Linked DNA regions of Macaca mulatta: region 2 is linked to region 1. The links are chromatin contacts, called in public Hi-C maps. All regions are on one chromosome and are shown on one strand. Each heading gives the region's core, a stretch centred on a gene start, on an enhancer-like site or on the middle of the called end of the contact. The rest is flanking DNA. Distances are from core to core; before and after follow the strand shown.

Region 1 (4,142 bases), core at 514-3,013:
CTTGAGATGAAGATGTAACATACTGTGTCGGGCTATGCTGGAGATTATGTGTATAAAATGTGATCTCTGTATCTGAGAAACGCTACAAGGAGCCAACATGAACTGATGTTACATGAAAACATGCATATTATACACCCATTAATAATAGGGTTGTGCACTCATGTGTCAGCAATGAATGGAAATTAATGGTGTTTTGCAGTCTATTCCAGGGACTTCCATGGAAATAACTGAGTTGTCTTGAGTTTTTAAGGATAACGATGACATGAATTTGCCTCTAGGAAGAGGGAGAGGGATTCCTACTGTTGGAATGTCCTATGCCACTGGTGTAGGGGTGAGTTCTGCTCCCACACCCAGCACCTCCCAGCCAGGGGAAAGCATGAACCAACTGCACTCTCAGCCCTGCTTATGTGGCATCAGCACCATCAGCTCCTGGAGAATGTTTCCAAAAGGCTATTCTGCTATGTGGAAGGCCACAGACCCAATTCAGAGGTACTGGCTGAGACACCCCCTTTCTGATGCCAGATGAGCTTTACCTGGTACAGTCACCTGGGAGGGCAACCTTCATGACTTCTTTCCAGGTCAAAGGACAGGATGTTTATATCATCTCCAAATCACATTAGAATCTTCCCAAATGTACTCCTTAGACAGTCCTTAGGTGGACATGGCCTGGAAGTTTGGGAGCCCCTGCTCTTAGTCTGTGTGGGCCCATTGGGGTTTCCTTCTCCCCTTGCTATTCTTCTACTTGTCCCAGTAAGAAGCCCTAGCTCCAACCCTGTCCTCCAGGGTTCAGCTACTGAAGCACTCATTAAAATGACTGGTGCCCTTGTCTGTTGGCCTCACGACCCATGTCTTATTGTCATCATTAGAAAGCCTGAACATGATAGGGGCCCACTGAACATCTGGAGATAGCTCAGGGATTCTCAACCTAGGGTCCACAAACACCTGGAACTAAGATGTGCAATAAGTGTGCATGCATACTTCTGGAGACATGGCTCTTATTCATGATATTTGCAAAAAGGTAGGGGCCCTTCCCTCTCTCCCCAAAAATAGTTCAGAACTGCAGAGGTGTGAGGGACGACAGGCCACAGAGGAGTTATGCTCCTCACTGGGTAAGCCAGCCTTGCCAGCTTCTGGCTGAATTAGGGCTGCTTCCCACTTTGGCCCTAAGAGTCATTTTACTCTCTCAAACTCTGAACTAGCTCCCAAACTGGGAGAGGCTTCCAGAATGCAGTAATCCCCAACTCATACCACCTGTACTCTGTTCAAGTAATCCTGAAACCATGAGGTAAGGGGACTTGACTCCGTTCTGTCAAGGCTTTGTGTAGCGACCATGAGGAGACAGAGTGGAGGTGACTGAATCGGGATGGACTCAACTGAACCACACAGACCCCTTCAAAATACACCCACCGGGGCCTGGTAAAAATAAGAATCCAGCTGGAGACTGGTGGTCACAGGAAACAGTCCATCAGCTTCCTTATTTCTTCTGTACAAAAAGCTCTTTTGAGAGTGTGAATGGGGGCTTTATATAGTAAGTTCTCATCCACAGGCTAATAAATATGTGAAATGGCTTCTCAGACCAGGTTCCTGCAGCCTGGACACTGAGGTCATTCAAGAAACAATTAGATGCCATCTGGAGAGGGCTGGGACTCGAAAGGAAATTGCCTTGAAGGGCCAAACAGCATGCTCTCATTCCCAGAGTCTGACACATCCTTATCTTCATTCACATAAAGGACGGATGGAGCTCAGCCAGCAAATCCACGCTGGGAGCATAGAAGGAGCCAAGGCTGCAGCAATTAATAAAAGCTTAAGGATCAGGAGAATGCGCACTTCCAGCCTGCTGCAAGTAAATGGATCCCTCCAACAAATTTCTCCCTCGACTGTACTTGCACATTCAAGCAGAGCACCTTGCCATAACCCCAGCCTTGGCCCCACCAAGCTTGGGGTTTTCAGAGTTTTAGTGTAAAGCAATGAGAGGAGAGTTACAATTGCTTCTGGCCTAGCACTTTACAGTATATGATAAGCAACCAGATCTTTACATTATATCATGACTTGGTTATGTTACATAGAGTTAGCATTTCTAGAGGCATCATAATCCACTCCACTGCAAGGAACAGGCCCACAATTGAGAACCCTTACTTCGAGGATTGACTCTCAATTTTTTCCTTATTTTTAAATGAAAATTTAATGTCTTTTTTATATTAATAACCAGTCTCTTTAAATGTAAATGCAACTGTTGGGCAAGCTGAGCTTAAAAGTAAACTTTGCTAGAGAAATAAATATGGATTTAGATAAACAAGAGGGGATTATTTGTGCGTTAAGTGTTTTTGCAGCTTTTAGTCTCTTAAGTAGCAAAAGACCCTCTGGTACAGTGGTGCTCAAAGTGTGGTCTACAGGCTGGTCTGCAGGCTGGGGGGAGGTTTCTGGAGGTCTGAGAGGTCAAAACTTATTTTCATCATGATACAGAGACATTTTTTGCCTGTTTCACTGCTGGTGGTGCAGAAGCTGTGACGGGTGAATTCCTGGTGCCTCAGCACAAAGCAAGGCAGAGGCACCAAACTCTACCAGAGGCCATTGCACTCTTGACTCCCACTGGCTCAAAGAATTGAAGAAAAAGAGCCAGTTCCACCTAGAAGTCTTTGATGAAGCAGTGAGAATTACTCACTTTATTAAATCTGGGCCCTCGAGTACATGTCTGTTTAGTATTCTGTACAATGGAACAGGACATGCACAGAAAACAATTCTGCCGCGTTTCCAAGCACAGAGTTTGTCTGAAGGAAAAGCAACTGTGCAATTGAATCGTGGGCTCAACTAGCTGCTTTTTCGTGGAACACAGTTTTTACTTCAAAGAATGTCTGACAAACTTGGTTATTCAGACTCGGGTATTTATTTGGCAGCCATTTTCTGAAAAACGAACAAAGTGAGCCTGTTACTTCAAGGAAAACAACAGTGTTTGTTGCCAATGATAAAATTCCAGGTTTCAAGTGAAAATAGAATTTTGGAAAACTTGTATTTACCACATGAGTTTGACAGCTTTCCAATACTTTAATGATTTTTCTGATGAGATCGGTGGTCATATTAATGAATGTGAGTTTTGATATTACATAGTGAAATATGTAACATTTATCAGATCTGCATAACTTATAAACCAATATTTTTCAAATGGCCAATGCATGATGATATAAACTTATGCATGGGTAAAAGATCCATTCAAATTGCAAGAGAGATCCATTCAAATTGAATTTTAAGGAAATAAAACAAGTTCATTGATAGGATTTCAGAGTCCACACTGCAGTTAACCTCTAAGGAATTACAACTTGTTGAGTTCTACTCTAGTATCAAAGACCAACATCTGTAATGATTTGAAGAGGCTATTAAAATACTCCTCCCTTTCTGAACTGCATACTTGTGCAGGGCCACATTATTTGAGACTTCAACCAAAATAACATAAAACAACAGAGTGAACAATGAAGCAAATATAAGAATCAAGTTGTGTTCTATCAGACACTAAAGAGATCTGCAAATATGTAAAACAATGTCATTCTTACCACAAATGTACATTCACTGGTATATAATGGGTTTACTCTTATTTTTAAATGAATAAACATTACATGAAATGCTCATTAAGTAAAAATAAATAAACATTTAAAAATACTCCATTTTAATTTCAAACATGATGAGTATCAATAGCTAGAAGTCACACAACAAAAACTTTTTAGGGTCCTCAATAATTTTTAAGAGGTCTTGAGACAAAAGACTTCAAGAACTTCTGCTCTAATATTTACTTGCTTTACATAATTTTGATTGAGCCACAAGTTTTCAGTGTCTTATCTACGGAGTAGACTAAGGTATACAATTACAGGGGTGTTTTTATTTTTATAAGTAACTATCATAAAAACACTATTAGAAAAAAATTAGAAACTGAGAAAAAGGTAAGAAACAACAAATAAAGAATCTTTCAGTTGCCAAGAAGCTTTATTTTGACCCATTATGTGACACTGAATCATTCTACTCCTAGATTTTTATCTTCTGAAAATTCTTGCACAAACACACGCCAAGCCACCTCCACTGACAACAGCACCATCCTACCAGTATCAGGTGTGGCTCCTCTCTTCCCCCACCTCACGTCCAATCCATCAGGAAGG
Region 2 (4,142 bases), core at 1,201-3,700, 180 kb before region 1:
GTGTGGAATCCTGCTTCAGAACCTTGAAAGAAGAAAAAATCTTCATGTAGGAGGTGAGCTTTATGTTCTATTGGGAAATTACATAAACAGCACGGTTGGGAATTTTAATGTGAACAGTAGATTATTTTACTTTAAAAGAGAAATCCTGGCTGGGTGTGGTGGTTCATGGCCTGTAATCCCAAAATTTTGGGAGGCTGAGGGGGTTGGATCGCTTGAGCCCAGGGGTTCAAGACCAGTCTGGGCAACAATGGCAAAACCCCATCTCTACAAAAAAATCCAAAAAATTATCCAGGTGTGGTGGCGAGCACCTATAATCCTAGCTACTTGGGAGGCTAAGGCAGGAGAACTGCTTGAGCCGGAAAGGCGAAGGTTGCAGTGAGCCCAGATGGCCCTACTGCACTGCTGGGCAACAAAGCAAGACTGTGTCTCAGAAAAAAAAAAAAAAAAAAAAAAGAGATAAATTCTTTAACTTCGATTTAAATTATACTCTATAGGTCTTAGCTTTTATGACAATACTTAGATATAATAAATCTTGGTATTGCTGTGCTGCTAAATAATGAGATACTCATTTAATAAATCAATTTCCTGGCTGGGCACAGTGGCTAACGCCTATAATCCCAGCACTTTGGGAGGCTGAGGCAGGCAGATCACTTGAGGTCAGGAGTTCCAGACCAGCCCAACATGGTGAAACCCCGTCTCCACTAAAAACACAAAAATTAGCTGGGCGTGGTGTCGGGCGCCTGTAATCCTAGCTACTCGGGAGGTTGAGGCAGGAGAATTGCTTGAACATGGGGGGTGGAGGTTGCAGTGAGCCAAGATCGCGCCACTGCACTCCAACTTGGGCGACAGAGTGAAAAGCCGTCCAAAAAAAAAAAAAAAATCCATTTCCATTCCATTTTCCCTTACTAATTAGTGTTACTTGCAATTGCAAAATACATTCATGATTCCAGGGATTGAGAGGAAGTGATAGGAGAGGCGGTTAACAATGTTAGGTGATGTAAATAAACGAAGAAATTCTTTTGGAATAGAGGCAATGTGGAAAAATATTAGAAACTGTTGTTCAATGCTTCACAGGCTTTTCACTGCATGGTACAAACTTAAGCATTTAAAAATTGTCTATAACCCACTTGGAAGAGGGCATTCGTATGCTTAAAGTGGCCTCAGGGAAGGAGAGCAGAAAATTTAGGAAGATTAGCAACTGGGCTGTCTGGCTGTTGGCCTCAACTCCAAGAGGGAGCGCAGCTAGGCAAGGACACGGATTAAGCGGAAGAGGTTGGAACACCTGTGCAGGCCAGGTAGGGGAGGAGTTTCAGTGCTGACAAAGAACCCGTTGGGAGAGCTTCCTAAAACACCCAGCTGTCATGACGCACTGAGGAGTACTCTACTAGTTGACTGCTTTGAAGTGTGTGTGTGCGCTTGCTTGCTTTAGGAGACAAGCTATTAATACTAAAGCATATGTTAGGGAGTTGCTCAGCGTACTTGATATCTAGTAGCACCAGCCAAGCTAGCTAACAGCCTTCCCATGGAGATAGGCCAAGAAGTAGCTCCATAGAGAAAAAAGGAAGTAGTGGACCTGCCTCCAAGGTTCCGATACCGGGACGTGAAAGAGATCTGAAGTTCCTAATAGGCTGTTTACACTACCAGAGAAAAATCTGGCTCCCATCCAACCCCCACCCACGAGGTGCCCATTCCAGAGATGGGGCAAGCTGCCTTCTCATCTTCGGTAGGTGACAGCTCGGCTCACATTTGTCCACGTCTTCCATCTCGTGCCTTGGCAACATCCCCAAATGATTACTGGAAGAGCTGCCTCTTTTTATAATTTCCTGACAGAATTTATAAAATTAAACATTTAAAGACAGAATCGGGGACATGTTGCATTCACATTTGATGTTCAACCTGTGCACATTTTGGTGGTCCCCAATAATCGTCATGTCAAAGCATCAGGCTCGAAAGATCACCTTAAGCATCAAGATTTAAAAAAATAAAACACAACTCTCCTCAATCTAAACTCTAGGATTTGGATGACGCTTCCCTGTCAAGGTTTCTCCCGCGTGGAGGAGACAAGAGGCAGGAAAGGCAGGTAACTGAAATTGCCTCACCTAAAGGGGCTCAGCGCAGAGGAGGAATGAGATAATAGCGGCGGTGGGATCTTTTCCCTTCTCTCCCTTTCTATCTTGGAAACGGGGTGCGAGTGTCGGCGGAGCGGAGGCAGTCCAAGCTGCGGGGTACCGGCGGGAGGAGACTCGACGAGCGAAAGGGGCCAGCGAGGGTGACCAGGTGCCCGCTGGGGGACCCCGGCGGCGGTGGCCAGGGGCGCCCAGGTCCTCCCCGATCCCAGGATGCACTGCGCCCCGCCCCCTCCCCGCGCCGCGTTCCGCCTCCCCTCGGCCCCGGCCCCCTCCCGCCCAGCTCGGGGAGGCGGGGACGCGGCGGCGGCGGCGCCTTCACCAGTCGCGTCTTTCTCACTCACTGGGGAGCCCGGCGGTGGCGGCACCTTTCGAGGCAGACCCGCTGAGCTGCTAGCCCGCCGGCCAGGGAGTGAGAGGTCGGATCGACTGACGGCAGAGCCGACAGACGGACGGACAGCGGCAACGCCAGACGGCCAGAGTCGCCTCAAGTTCCGCCATGAGCTGGGGCACAGAGCTGTGGGTGAGTGGGGGAAAGGGGCGCCCCGCATGGACCCCGGCCCCTGAGAAGCGCGGGTTGGGCGGGCGCCGCGGACCTTCGGCGGTGAGAGCGCGCACCGCGGTCCTTGGTACGGCGCTGGCGGAGGGTGAGGGTCTCGCTCCTCTTTGTGTGCAGACTCCTCTTCCCTTCTCGGTCGGGGGTCTAGGGGGCCGCTAGTCCGTTCCCCCGCCTTTGCCACCGTGGTGCGGCTCGGGCGGCGCCCGGGACGGCCGGGGGAGCAGCCCGCGGGCTACTGCGTCCGCCGTGATCCCCTCTTGTCCCTTCCTCCTCCGCCTTCACTTTCCCGACGCCTGGCTTCGCGCCCGGCGGCTCGTCTCTCCCTTTGTATCTCTTCTCCTGGAGGCGGGGGAGGGGGCCCATTGTCCCCAATGGGCGCTGTTCGAGGGCGGGGAGGGGACCGGCCGCGATCCCTCGCCCGGGCCAGGTCCGCGGGGCTAGGGCGTCGCCCGGCTGGGGCGGCGCGGGGAGCGGGGAGCGGGGAGGCGCCGCCCAGAGCTCTCGCCCCAGGTATGGGGACCCAGGCGGCTTTGTTCGGAGCCCGGCCTCGGGCCAGCCAGGCCCAGCCCACACTCCCATTTCCCTCTCTCTGCTTCTGTGCTTCGGGCGGGCACAGCTTCGAGGGACTCCGGTTTGGCCAACCCCGGCTGCAGCCTTTGGGCTGATGGCTTGGTTTTGGGGGCTGAATTAAATCGAGTGATTTAATTCAGGAAGCTAATTTTGCCAAAAGGAGCGTACGGTTTCCCTGTTGCTTTACTTCCCCTTCCGTTCTTTATTCTCACTTGTTCTTTCTCCTTCGTTCTCTCCTTTCCTTTCCTCCCTGCCGTTCTTTGGCACAGGAGGCTCCAGACAATGCCCAATGTCTGGCCAAGGTACGGGCGGAGGGTAATAGGTCGGAGAATTTGCCCCTGGCGCCGGCGCGGAAGGGTGGAGGTGTAGAGGGCTGTGATTTCTCAGGTGCGGCCGGGGGAACTGGGTGCGTGGGGGCGCTGTTCCGAGAGCCGCCTGGCCTCAGCCACTCCCCTTTTTATTCCACCTGTGCCTGTTTTCCGTGCCTTTTGTTCGCGAGGATCTCGTGAAATCACTGCAGATAAAGGGGAGAAATAACTTTTGAGTATGTGTGTGCCCGGCCAGGGTGGGAGTGAAAGCCGATCGGTTAATTGAAAGGCAAAATGTTTTCTTATTTTTCTCGTCTACTCATAGATTGGGAATCTTAGAACTGTGACACTTTAGAGTCCATCTAGTGAACGCTTACTTAGCTAGCCAGGAATCTCTTGTGCAACATTCTGGACAAGTGCTTACCCAGTCTGTAAACACACCACCCAAGAGAAAATACCTTAGGAGCCCCTTCATTCTGTTTCTTAGATAGCATTAATTGTTCTTATATTGGGGAGGATTGTGTGGAAAAGAATTATGTAAAGTTTAATCCTTTTACATTGGTTAGTTTCTCAGGCATT

The links. A called contact is a pair of places that touch in the nucleus more often than the background predicts.
Region 2: a Hi-C map of fetal cortex germinal zone shows a contact between it and region 1, with 6 times the contacts expected there. The contact joins the promoter of FNBP1L here to the enhancer-like site in region 1. A contact is called at or near these places in 4 of 14 Hi-C or Micro-C datasets (cortical neurons, fetal cortex germinal zone, fetal cortical plate and 1 more).

Annotation. Positions count from the first base shown.
Region 1 is chr1:146,646,617-146,650,758 of T2T-MMU8v2.0, reverse strand. The region is part of intron 3 of BCAR3 (BCAR3 adaptor protein, NSP family member); the gene reads right to left. Among named protein-coding and RNA genes, the nearest start is that of BCAR3, 80 kb to the right of the region's middle. Within about 2 kb of position 1,763, at least 4 of the 40 cell types and tissues checked have an H3K27ac peak or open chromatin away from gene starts, as enhancers often do. A contact at or near this core is called in fetal cortex germinal zone, where this site is marked.
Region 2 is chr1:146,825,430-146,829,571 of T2T-MMU8v2.0, reverse strand. It overlaps FNBP1L (formin binding protein 1 like), which reads left to right and starts at 2,450. Exons shown (of 14, transcript XM_077952925.1): 1 at 2,450-2,649. The coding sequence starts at 2,626.